2 separate regions of the Mus musculus genome follow, and region 2 is linked to region 1. The links are chromatin contacts, called in public promoter capture Hi-C maps. All regions are on one chromosome and are shown on one strand. The core of a region is the stretch at or near the end of the contact, and the rest is flanking DNA. Distances in the headings are between cores, read along the strand shown.

The links. Capture Hi-C pulls out chosen DNA fragments and counts their contacts.
Region 2: a promoter capture Hi-C map of pancreatic islet shows a contact between it and region 1. The contact joins two enhancer-like sites. A contact is called at or near these places in 2 of 39 promoter capture datasets (the 3T3-L1 cell line and pre-B cells), 2 of 115 datasets of contacts at active chromatin or transcription factors (embryonic midbrain and embryonic stem cells) and 3 of 9 other capture datasets (adipose tissue, liver and pancreatic islet).

Annotation. Positions count from the first base shown.
Region 1 is chr8:12,927,212-12,933,246 of GRCm38.p6, forward strand. All of the region lies in intron 1 of Mcf2l (mcf.2 transforming sequence-like), which reads left to right. Among named protein-coding and RNA genes, the nearest start is that of Mcf2l, 14 kb to the left of the region's middle. Within about 2 kb of position 4,365, at least 34 of the 459 cell types and tissues checked have an H3K27ac peak or open chromatin away from gene starts, as enhancers often do. A contact at or near this core is called in pancreatic islet, where this site is marked.
Region 2 is chr8:13,085,042-13,090,440 of GRCm38.p6, forward strand. Pcid2 (PCI domain containing 2) reads right to left here. Exons shown (of 14, transcript NM_178708.3): 8 at 1,210-1,285; 9 at 282-423. Among named protein-coding and RNA genes, the nearest start is that of Pcid2, 18 kb to the right of the region's middle. Within about 2 kb of position 1,305, at least 2 of the 459 cell types and tissues checked have an H3K27ac peak or open chromatin away from gene starts, as enhancers often do. A contact at or near this core is called in pancreatic islet, where this site is marked.

The DNA of each region.
Region 1 (6,035 bases), core at 3,115-5,614:
GGCCGTTCCAGTTGCTGGAGCTAGAGCCAGAGCTGTGCCTTGAGGCTGAGTTCTGGTCCTGGCAGGGAACACAAGACTCTTTTCCCCCAGGAGCTTGGGGACACAGATGTTACCAGGGAATTCAGGGCTGCAGTGATCTCTGACAGTAGGCTCACGTAGCATCCTTAGGGTGTCAGCTATAATTCCACTGTATCCCACTGTGGACATAAAGGACCAGCGCCTCCTGGTGTCCATCTTAGATTTGCACGCACTTGGGAAGGACAGGCAGTCCACTAGGAGCTAGCCTGTTAGCATCACAGGCTGCAAAGGAGGGGCAGCCATCTGGAGGTCCATGATCTAAAGTTCATCCTATCTTCTACCCCAGGAGTCAGCTCCTGAGAGTACTTCATAAACCAGCATGGGCACAGCAGGGTAGAAACGGGCCCTTGCCCTCCCATGTGGTATGGAAAGTATCCCTAACACGGTGGGCCAGGCCAAGTCCTGCTAGATTGGCACAGATAACCTGGGTTGAGGTACCAGGTCCCTAGTCACCTTATCAAACCCTCTGACATCTGCCCAGCACAGTGACAGGGAAGAGCAGGACTGGGTGTGACAGAGGCCAAGCTAGTCCTGGCACCTGCTCAGTGCAACCCAGGGTGCTCAATGCCCTCTTACCAGAAACCCCTCACCTGGATGTGAGGAGATTCTCCAAACACCCCCTCACAATATGGGGTATTCTGGGCCACACTTGAGATTACTCAAATGTCACTCGCTATTCCTGGGCCACCAGCACCATCTGCCTGGTTTGGCTGTTGAGGGTGCTGATATTGATTTTGGGGTGCCCTCCTGGCTCTGCCTCCCTATCCGTGTCTCAGTGGAGTCTGTCTGATGAGCTCCATCCCAGTGCAAGCGCATCTCAGACAGGTGCAGCTCAGTGCAGCCAGATGGCTCTGGCAGGTGCAGCTGGCAGCAGGTACGGCTGGTTGCAGGGGCAGCTCACTGTGTACAGCTCACTATGTGCAGCTCACTGTGTGCAGCTCACTGTGCACGGCTCACTGTGGGCAGCTCCAGTCTACAGCAGTTCACACAACCAATAGCTTGCTTGTTCATGCTGAGCACCTGCGTGGGCAGTAAACCCTGGAGTCCATTTTCCATGTGACATGGCTTTTTGAACACGGAGCGTTTCTAAGGGCTTGCAGCCATCTGCTTATGCATCGTCAGAGGTGAAGTCATGGCTAGTGCTGTGGACAGAGTTAGAGTTACGAGAAAGGGCAGGTGATGGGGATGCCGTGTCGTGAACAATGGGTGAAGACAGGGTGAGGGGAGAGTTGTCTGGACTGGCGAGGGAGCTGGGCAGAGCTGCTCTTTCCATCACAGAAGTCCGTGGGGCACTATTGACTAGAGATTAGTAGAGCATTTCACTTGCATGTGGCAACCTTGGACTGTGGTAGCAGACTTGATGAGATTCTAAACTGGAAGAGCAAGGCCCAAAGAGGGGCCAGAGACACAGGTGCCCACCTCAGCAGCATGGCTGCCAAGAGTCTGCCTGTGCTGAGAGCATGGGAGGGAGGCTCTGCCAGCCACCCCTATTAAAGCACTGCGGGGAACCCTCTTTAGTTGACACTTCTTGATGAACATGGAACAGCTAAGACTCCTTAAGCGCCATACAATGGAGCGGGCACAGGGGCAGTGTGGAGCCCTGGGACCGGACACCACAGCGTTGGTTTAGGAGAAAAGTTCTACTTGCCTTTTGATGCTGACTAGATTCCTCCCCTGGGTGTGGCACTGCCCTTCACAAGCTCAGTAAGTCAGGGTGAGGCCCCAGTTGTACACTCCACTCCCTAAAGCCCCCATGCTGGGCTGCAGTGGTGGCCAGGAGCCCCACCCAGGGCAGACAACCTGACAGTTAAACATTACCCGTCACCTGAGTGCTGATCTGGACACTGTGGGTTCTTGGGATCTGTGACATCTCATGGCCTGGGTGGGTGTGGCCTTTTGCAGTTCCTCAGCGCTGCTAGGCCCTATCCTTACCACGCCCTGCACACACATCCATCCATTGTGAACTGGTCTCTACACCGCAGTGCACAGACCCTCAGGCACTGCTGCTGTTTCCACTGGGCAGAGCGTTTGACAAAACTCAGGTTCAAGTAGTGCATGAGTCAGCGCCAGCCTTCCCACACCTTTTCTCTGTGGTAAGTGATGGTGTGGGGAAAAGTGTGGCTGAAGGTTATAATTTCCTGATAAGCCAGAAGTGGAGTGCCGTCAGTTTATCCAGAAGTCCTGGCCATCAGCCTTCATGAAGACACTGGAAAGCAGAGCTCAATAGCACAGTGGTGGGCGTCCCCTCTGAGAGCCTGTCTTATTAGGAATCCAGACAGCCTCTCTGTTAAAACATGTTTGAGGTTGGCACAGAGAGTTTTCAACAGAGCCAGAACTAATTAAAAGGAGATGATAAAGGCCCATGAAGATGGTTCAGCTGTGTAAGTGTGAAGACCAGCGTGTGGATTTCCAGAACCCATATAAAAGCTAGGCAGGCATGGTGGAGATCAACGGGAGAAAGGGCTTCATGTCCACTTGTGGCCTCTGAGTGCTCCTGCAAGCACACAGGAGCACGTGCACACATGCACACGATAAAAAATTTTTGGGGCATGTGGGTTCCGGTGATCACTTGTTAGAGCTTCTGGGTAGCAGAGCTCAAGGTGGGAAGTGGTGCATAGGAGACCTGTTCTGTAAAGGATTTGGGGAGAATCCTTCTCTTCACACATTTGTTAGGATTCTCAGTAGATACCATGTTTGGATTTTTTTTTCTTTCTTTAAGAAAATCAGCACTCCTAGTTAGATGTTCCACGGCAGCCGGCTAGAAATACTAAAACCTGGGTGTTCAGTAGGATTCCACCCTGGGTCCCGCTGTGGTTACAGTGTTGCTGTCCAGGAAAGCCCCACTGCAGGCTAGGACCACACATGTCCAGCTCGTTGCTGTGACACAGTTGACCCCTGTGCCAGATGCACAGGCCACTGGGCTGAAGTTCTTCCTGGCTCAGCCCAGGACTCAACCATGTTTGTAGAAGACAGACATATTATTGAAAGTGGGACTATCCAATGTGAGGCTAGACCACTAGTATGATGGTCCTACCCATGGCTAGTCAAAGCAGGAACATCCTGTATGAGGCTAGACCACTGGTGTGACAGTCCTGCCCATAGGCATTTATAGCCACACTCCTGGCATCCAAGCTTCAGAAGTTCGAGCCTGCAGAAGGGCGTGGCCATCCTGCTCTAACTCTAAAGCAAGCTTGCAGAGGGGTGGGAGGTGGGAGGAGCCTCCCGTTTGATTTATAGTGCTTTTGTTCACAGGGGAAACACTGGTGAGAGACATTTCCTTGTGGTGCTCCTAGAACTTGTTTGTAAGAAGCCGTTTCCTGCTCTGAGGAAATCTGGGGATTGTTATCATTTTTAAAATTTCAGGCAGCTCGGTTGCAGGTAGTAATTTTGTGACAACTAGATATGGTTGCTGTCGGTTTAGCCAGAGCTGGGAAGGACCTCCTGACCAGCTCCTAACTTCCCTGGCCACTGGCCACCACTTGGCCTAGAGTGAAACCAATGCCAGGCTAGAGAGACCCAGAGACCCCATCCCAGCTGCGCTAGGGTCCTCGCAGGCTCTCTTTGGGGCCTCTGGGATCTCAGTCTCTGTGGGGATGGTCCCTATGTGTTATCTTGGGACGGGGTGCCTGTGGAGTCTCTGCTCTTGAGGAATGTGGAAATAACAACTCACACCTACCCGGGCCCTACTACCTGCCCACAGCGTGAATTTGCTCACCTTGGGGAAACGGTGTCCTTGACATCTGAGTGGTGGTGGCTGCCAGTCACTAGATTTGAACTCTCTAGGTAGTGGGGACCTCGCTGTGTTCTGATGGTTGGGCTCAGGAGTTCATCCTTGCCTGGATCCCTGGGCAGAGAGGTTAGTTTTCCGACTGCCCCTCCATCCACTGAAGCTTCATCTACTTCTTTGTGTCCTGACCCTGTACGAGTAGATTGGCTGTGTGAGCATGTGCCCTGGTACCAGTGCTGTCTGCATGCTGGATGGGGGCTACTCTTTGTATGCCAGGCCTCAGACAGACAGACAGACAGACAGACACACACACACACACACACACACACACACACACACACCTCTGTCTGTTCCTTTCCTGTAAGGAACGAGGCCCAAGCTGACGCTGCATCGTCTTCTTTGGACCAGGAGCCCTCTCACCTCCTGCTGGTGCACTCTGCTGAGCCTTCTCGCCTCCCTGCCCTGGGAATGGTGACTCTTTCTTGTCCATCACCGTGAGTGGACGTTGTCCCTGGCTGAGTCCCTGTGCCTCACACTGGCAAGAATGGCTTGATTGTTCTTTTCCCAAAGCTGCTTGCAGGCTGTTTCAGCCTGGAGTCGCTGTGTAAATATGCAGGGTGGAGTGAGGAGGGGATGTTAGTCTTGTGAGAGCAATTACCTTAGTGCTCCATCCTGGTTAATGGTGAAGTGAAAGTGAAGCTGGCCGCTCCTGCAGTCGGTTGGTGGTCAGTCGGTCGCTGAGTGCAGTCAAGGGCTCCGGCTGCCTGTGGCCATGGCACACAAACGGCCTGCCCGGATCTCTGTGGCAGAGATGAAACTCTACTACATGTACTCTGAGTGGTGCTCCTGGCTACGCTCTCTGGCTGAGGGTGAGTCCCAGGGTCCTCCGAGGGAGTGGGCACACTTGCAACCTGGGTGCTCTGTGACTGTATTCTGTTGATGAGAGAAATGGTCTCCCCAGTTCCTGTGTCCCCTTTGGATCTGAGGCCACTAAGGTGGGACCTGGAGCACACGAGTTCTCAGCCCGTGGTTGTCACTGGAGTAGTTTGCAGCATTGGCTACCAAGAGTAAACAGCATTCTCAGGCTGGCAAGTGTAGGAACTCCTACATGTCACCAAGCTGTTTTCGTGATTGGCTCCCTGGGGAGCTACAAGACCATAGAGCATCCAGAGGGTCCTTCCCTTAGCCCTGAGCTCACTGTCTAGCAGGCAGAGTGACCATCACTTTTTTTTCTGGCCTGATCCCATCTTGTCTGTGTGATGTGGGCCTGGGATCTTTGAAGGTTAGAGGTTCGGCCATGGCTGGCATTTGACAGAGTTCGTTGTTGCATGCGGTGTAACAGCTGAGACATGAGGAGGGGTTGTTTTGAGAAACACTGCTCAGGGCCTAAATGTGCAGGAAGTGTCTCTGTGGACAGTAAGAAAGAAGGCTCAGCAGAGATGGCCCTGTCAGTCCTGTGCACACACAGCCCTCTGCCCCCAGCGCTTTTCTGTGCATTTTGTGGCTCAGGCCACCTCTCCTAAGAGGATAGGAGGGTGTTCAAGATGCTACAGTGGCTACGGTGGCACTCACAGGAGAGACTCAGGAGGGGACATATATTCCTCTGCTAGAGCATATTACTCAGGGGTGCAAGCTGACCATACACAGCCCCTGGTGACGTGGGGGAATCAGCCAGGACAGCTGACTCTTGAGGAGAAGGGTGTGGAAGGGTGGCAGGTGGTGTGGATGAGGTTTTCATACTCAGTACCCCAGCCGGAAGAGACATCTGTGTCGGGACTGGGGCTCTGTGGATGGGGCCCGTACGCAACCAGCTCAACTGTGACGTTTCTTCTGTCTGTTTGTAAAATAGGAACACCCTTTCCATCTGGAAAGCTGAGGTGGGGGAGTTGTAGTCTCCGTGAATAGAACTCTAGGTTGTGTGAACAAGCCCATGTTTAGACACAGAAATCTTAGATGCTTGACAGAGACCACCATGGGTCTATGATGTGAGATGACCTTAACAATCAACCATCCATTGGGCCTTGAGAGTCTGTGGATGATGAGGCACCAGAGGCCAACACAATCAAAAGCTGAGGCTGGGCCATGAGCATGGTGTCTGTTCATCGTGTACAGATCACAGTGTGCCAACAGCTCACGGAGCTGTCCTGCTGCTGTGGGGACACTCACAGTGGGGTGTGCTTGCCACCCTGGGGTCCCTGAAGCATGGAGTTCCTTCAGAGCTTCCCAGGAA
Region 2 (5,399 bases), core at 55-2,554, 150 kb after region 1:
CCAAGTTCAGTTCCACCTGTAAGTCCTGCTCCAGGGGCTCAAACACCTTCTTCTGACTTCTGTGGGGACCTGCACAACACACACGGCATACATTCACATGGGGGTGCATGTGCATGCTCACTTGCTCGCGCGCTCTCTCTCTCTCTCTCTCACACACAATTTGGACTTGGATTATACATACGTCTCACCTTAATAAAATACAGTCTTATATTCTCTGCGACATCAATGTCAGTAAGGCAGAACACATCTTACCCAGACACGGAATAGTGTCATCACCGTACCTTGCTTGAAGTCACTGTCAAACATGGCCTTGCGCCCCACGTAGTACTTGTACGTGATCCTCTGCGCTGTGCTATAGTCATCTTTCAGATTCGAGCTGTCGATGGCTCTGATAAGAGGTTTACACAAATGGAGTTTGTTGATCTATAATAAAGAAGAAACCATTTAAAACATTCATAAGCAATATCAACAGAACAGGCAGACAAAAGGACAGACATGAACTTCTGGCTTACTTTTTTAATATAAATTTCAAAGTCATCAAAATTTCAATAAGAAACAAAAAACTACCTGGTACAGACAACATACAATGGAGAAGCTTGGACTCTGTAAGGGGAGCTAGCAAATGTCCAGGTAAACACCTGCACTCAGCCACACACTGGTGAGGACACACTAAATGTCCCATGAAGTGAAAGACAGATTCTCAGTGACGTGGGACGGGCTGCCCTGTGCCCACTTGTCTTTATGAAGCCAACTTGACTCCTTTGTTCATCCATATATCTATATATCCCCCTCGTTCCATAAAGTTGATATTACAACGCAGGACGAAGGCTCAAGTGGCCACATATACCCAGAGGCCGGCTCCATCACAAGGACCAGTTACCAAATGTTCAGGACTCCCGCCCCACACTCAGTGTGTGCTCACTCAAGAGCTCAGAGCGTGTGTCTGAAGGAGCTGCATTCCCACTAGCGATCCTAAATCACGTCTTCATGAACCTCCAGTTCTTACTGGCTTCTGTGGCACAGAATGCTGCGTGCTTTCTCCATGGAGCCCTGGCCCTCAGAAGGCACGGAATGACTAACAGCTGTTAGGATTGTTAATGTGGGCGTGGTCAGGATCTCTTCCTAACACATGTCAGAAGGCAAACTAAACCAGTAATTTACCTAGGCAGATAGAAAACAAGACTTTACAGAAACTCATGCAAAGCAAACCTTAAAGTAGATTTTAAATAGCTGGTTCACCAGGAACAGCATCCCCCACTTCTTAGAGTCTTCTATGCCGGCACGGCTACAGGAAGAGCAAACAAACATGATCAATTACAGAATAAACCGTTTGCCAGGACTAATTACTACTGTGAGAGAAAGCCTCAGCCAGAGTCATCAAAGAAAAGGTAAAGTTAAAGAGGAAAGAGCAGCTCTGCTCCCCCTGTCCCAGAGACAGCTGTGTCTTCTCCTGCCAGTCTCTTCCCTGACATGCAGTGGCAAAGGCCGGAGTGAATGGGTTTAGCCACAGCAGGCACCTGGTCACCAGAGCTGCCTTCCGTGCTGACTGTTGTGGATGTCGCTGCCATCAGTGACCCCCTCATTGACCTCAAGGTCTCCATGTCCCAGCACAACTCTATCCACAGCAAGTTCCATGGCACAGTCAAGACAGAACAGGAAACCTGTCATCAATGGGAAGGCCAGCTCCATCTTCCAGGAGTGAAATCCGGCCAACATCAGATGAGGCGGTGCTGGTGCCCACTGTGTTGTGGAGCTTACTGTGTCTTCACCATCATGGAGAATAGAGACAAAAGGTTATCCTATCTACCTTGTGCTGATGACCCTGTGACTGTGATAGGTGTGAACCGTGACAAGTAGGATAACTCTCTCAGCTTTGTTAGCAATGTCTCCTGCACCTCCACCTTGTTCAGCCCCGTCACGGACGGCTGAGGTCATCCACGCTATCACCGCCATCCACAAGACTGTGGACAGCCCCTCTGGAAAGCCGTGGTATACGGCTGAGGATACTCAGAGTATCATCCCTGGATTCACTGGTACTGCCAAGACTATGCGCGAGGTCACCCCAGAACCAACAGGTTGCTCAGGGGCAAGCATGGCCGTCTGTGTTCTTATCCCCGGTATGTCTGCTGTGGATCTGCTGTGCCACCTGAAGAAAGCTGACAAGGATGATGGCATCAAGAAGAAGGCCCACTGAAGGGCATCCCAGGCTACAGTGAGAACCAGGCTGTCTCCTGTGACTTTAACAGTGAAACCCACCGTTTTACCTTGGATGCTGGGGCTGGCATTTCTCTCAATGACAACTCTGTAAAGATCATTTCTTGGTATGACAACAAACAACACTACAGCAACAGGGTGGTGGACCTCACGGCCTGCATGTCCTCCAAGAGCAAGAAGACCTGGACCACTTTCCCCAGAAAGAACGGAGAGGAAGAGAGGGACCTCAGCTGTTGAGGCGTCCTTGTCCCAAGTCAGCTCCCTACCCTGAGTATCTGCCCTCACGGCTTCTAGCTCAGAATCCAGAGACAAAGGGCCCTTGGGAGTCTATTCTCTTGAACACCATCAGTGAAGTTTACTACAGCTGCCAAGAGAAGAAAAAGCAGCCCCAGAATTCTAACCCCGTTAAACAACTGCAGGCCCTCTGCAGCATTAGCAAAACTCTATAGGTGGAGATTGATAGGAGGCATTTTTGGAAGAACATTTTTTTTTCCTAGCAACAGCACCACAAAAATCCTCTGTAAACACATAAGGAGGAGCCCAAGGAGGGAGTCACAGAGAGTGACAAACCCTCTGCAGAAGCTCTCACAGGTGACCTTACGGTAAATAACAACTGAGTGGCCCTGGTGAAGAAACGCCAGGACACTGCTGACCAGGCCCTACCAAAGGCGCCAACGTCAAACTCAGCACAGCAGGGTCTGTGTGGTTCTGAAGGTCTACTTCACCCCAAAAGTCAAACAGGAACTTGGAGTCCTTGGAGGAAAATGTGTATAAAAATGTGCTTTTTCTAAAAAAAGGATGAAGAGAAATATTGAGATAATTTGACAAATGGACAGGGAGAAGACACAGACAAGAACAAGCGTAATAAACTCACAGAAGTGGTAGTTAGAGGTCGTCCTATAAAATTACCTCAATTCTGCTGAATATTTGTAGATGTTCATGATAAAACATTGGGAAAACAAAACTCAGAGTTGAATTAGTTCTGTGACTCCCCTCCAAGTAGTCCCTGACTGCAGGGGTGCTGGACCAGTGGCAGCTTCTGGGAACATGGGACTCAGAGCTCAAACTCAGGACACAGCAGAAACTGCAGGGTACTCATGGCAGGGAAGTGAACTGTCTCCAATGACACTGGTGTAAATGCTGTCCGCTGTCCACAGAACAAGGCCTGCTCTATGCCAGCTGCCCAGCTAGCTGCTCTACCTGCTCTCTCTCATAAATTGTTCCAACCGGTAGCCCAAAAAGACACTTGCTCGCTAGGTCAATGTTCTCACACCCAAGTGTGATAAAGAATTTAGATGTTCAATCTACTTGAAGAGTCACAGCAGAAACTCAAACTCAGAAAGCAAACTCAGGCAGTGAGAAATGAATAGGCAAGCACGGGTGAGCCACACTGGTACTGCCTTGCTGACCTGGCCCAGGAGGCACAAGAAAAGGCAAAGCCCAGGAGACTGCTCAGTTTGCCTGCCTTCCGGGCAGCATCTGGCTACTGTGGCACATGGCCCTCAGTAGTGTGCACTTCCTACTCTGTGATCACAGCCATTGTAACGGGCATAGGAGGCAGCTCACTGTGGCCTCGGATACTGCTGATTTAGAGCGGGCTAGGACCTGCTCACTAGAAACCTGTCTTTTTTTCTTCTTCCTCTCTCTCTCTCTCTCTCTCCCCCCTCTCAAGATTTTTCAAATATATAGATCATTACAGCTGGGCATGTAAAATACACCTTTAATCCTAGCACTCACAGAAGCAGGTAGATCTTTGTGAGTTTGAGGCCAGCTTGGTCTATAAATTCCAGGACAGCTGGGACTACCCAGAGAAATCCTGTCTTAAAAACAAAAACAAAAACAAAAAACCAAGGAGTGTTCATTTAAGCATGGGCTGCCCTTCAGTTCTAACAGTTCACTGTAGAGCCCATATTAGACCTTTATCGGTATGTTATTTCAAATGTTTTTCAAATATGGCTGTTTGACTTGTGGCAGTGTCCTTTGAAACACAGGTGTTTTTACTCTGCTTGGTTTTTTTGCAATCTGATGAGAAACCACCGAGAGTTCAAAGATCAAGGAGGGGTTGTTGTACAGAACCACAAGGACCTCAACTGTCCATTCAATAAACAGATATCAAGCTACTATGGCAGGAAACAGATGGTGAGAGACAAGGAGCCTTCCTCAGTTGTCCCCTCTGTCTTTAGTCACCAGCATCCACACATGACAGTGCTAAGTGCACTGCACTGTGGGAGCTTATGGGCAGAAACTCCATCCACCGTGGGATGGGCAGTGAGAGCCTAGAGATGGCTGAGACCTTCACCTACAGTCAGTTAAGACTGGTGGTGAGAAGTGAGAAACAGCCGAGACCTCTAATCACGGGAGGACACAAAGACAGCCAGGGTCTCCAATCACAAAAACAAAACAGCAACAGCAACACAAACCAGCCAATTAGAATACGGGGGAAAGGAAAGCCTTGAGACAGCTTAGACCTTCAACCATGGGAGGGCAGCGAGGATAATACAGCAAAACCATGCTCAACTTAACACGAGTCCATTTCCTGTAAACGCATAATCAAATAACATGATGGAATGATTGGTGGAGATAGTTTTAGGAAAAAGATGGAAACACTTTCTGACAGAAGGTTAAGAAAAAAATTAAACCAGCTGTGTTGCAAACCAGCTAAGACAAATTACACAAAATAAAAGTGGGGGAGTGATCAAAAGGATATAAAAATTAAATATTAAAAAATATAATAAGCAAGCTGGGCAGTGGGAGTGCAGACCTTTAATCCTCGCACTTGGGAGGCAGAAGCAGTGGATTTATGAGTTTGAGGCCAGCCTGGTCTACAGAGTGAGTTCCAGGACAGCCAGGGCCACACAGAAACCCTGTCTCAAAAATCCAAAAAAAAAAAAAAAAAAAAAAAAAAAAAAAAAAATGTATATATAATTAAATAAAATGCCATGCAAACACCTGGGAGACAGAGGCAAGAGGATCTCTGAGTTTGAGACCAGCCTGGATTCCAGGACAGCCAGGGATACACACAGAGAAACCCTGTCTTACAAACACAAAAACAAAAACAAAAGAACAAAAAAATCTAATAAACCAATCACTCAAAAATTCGGACGCTCAACAAACCATCTACAGGGGACTACAACCTCACTGCTAGACAGCAGCAATGCTCAAGTCAGTGACAAGCAGAGAAGCTC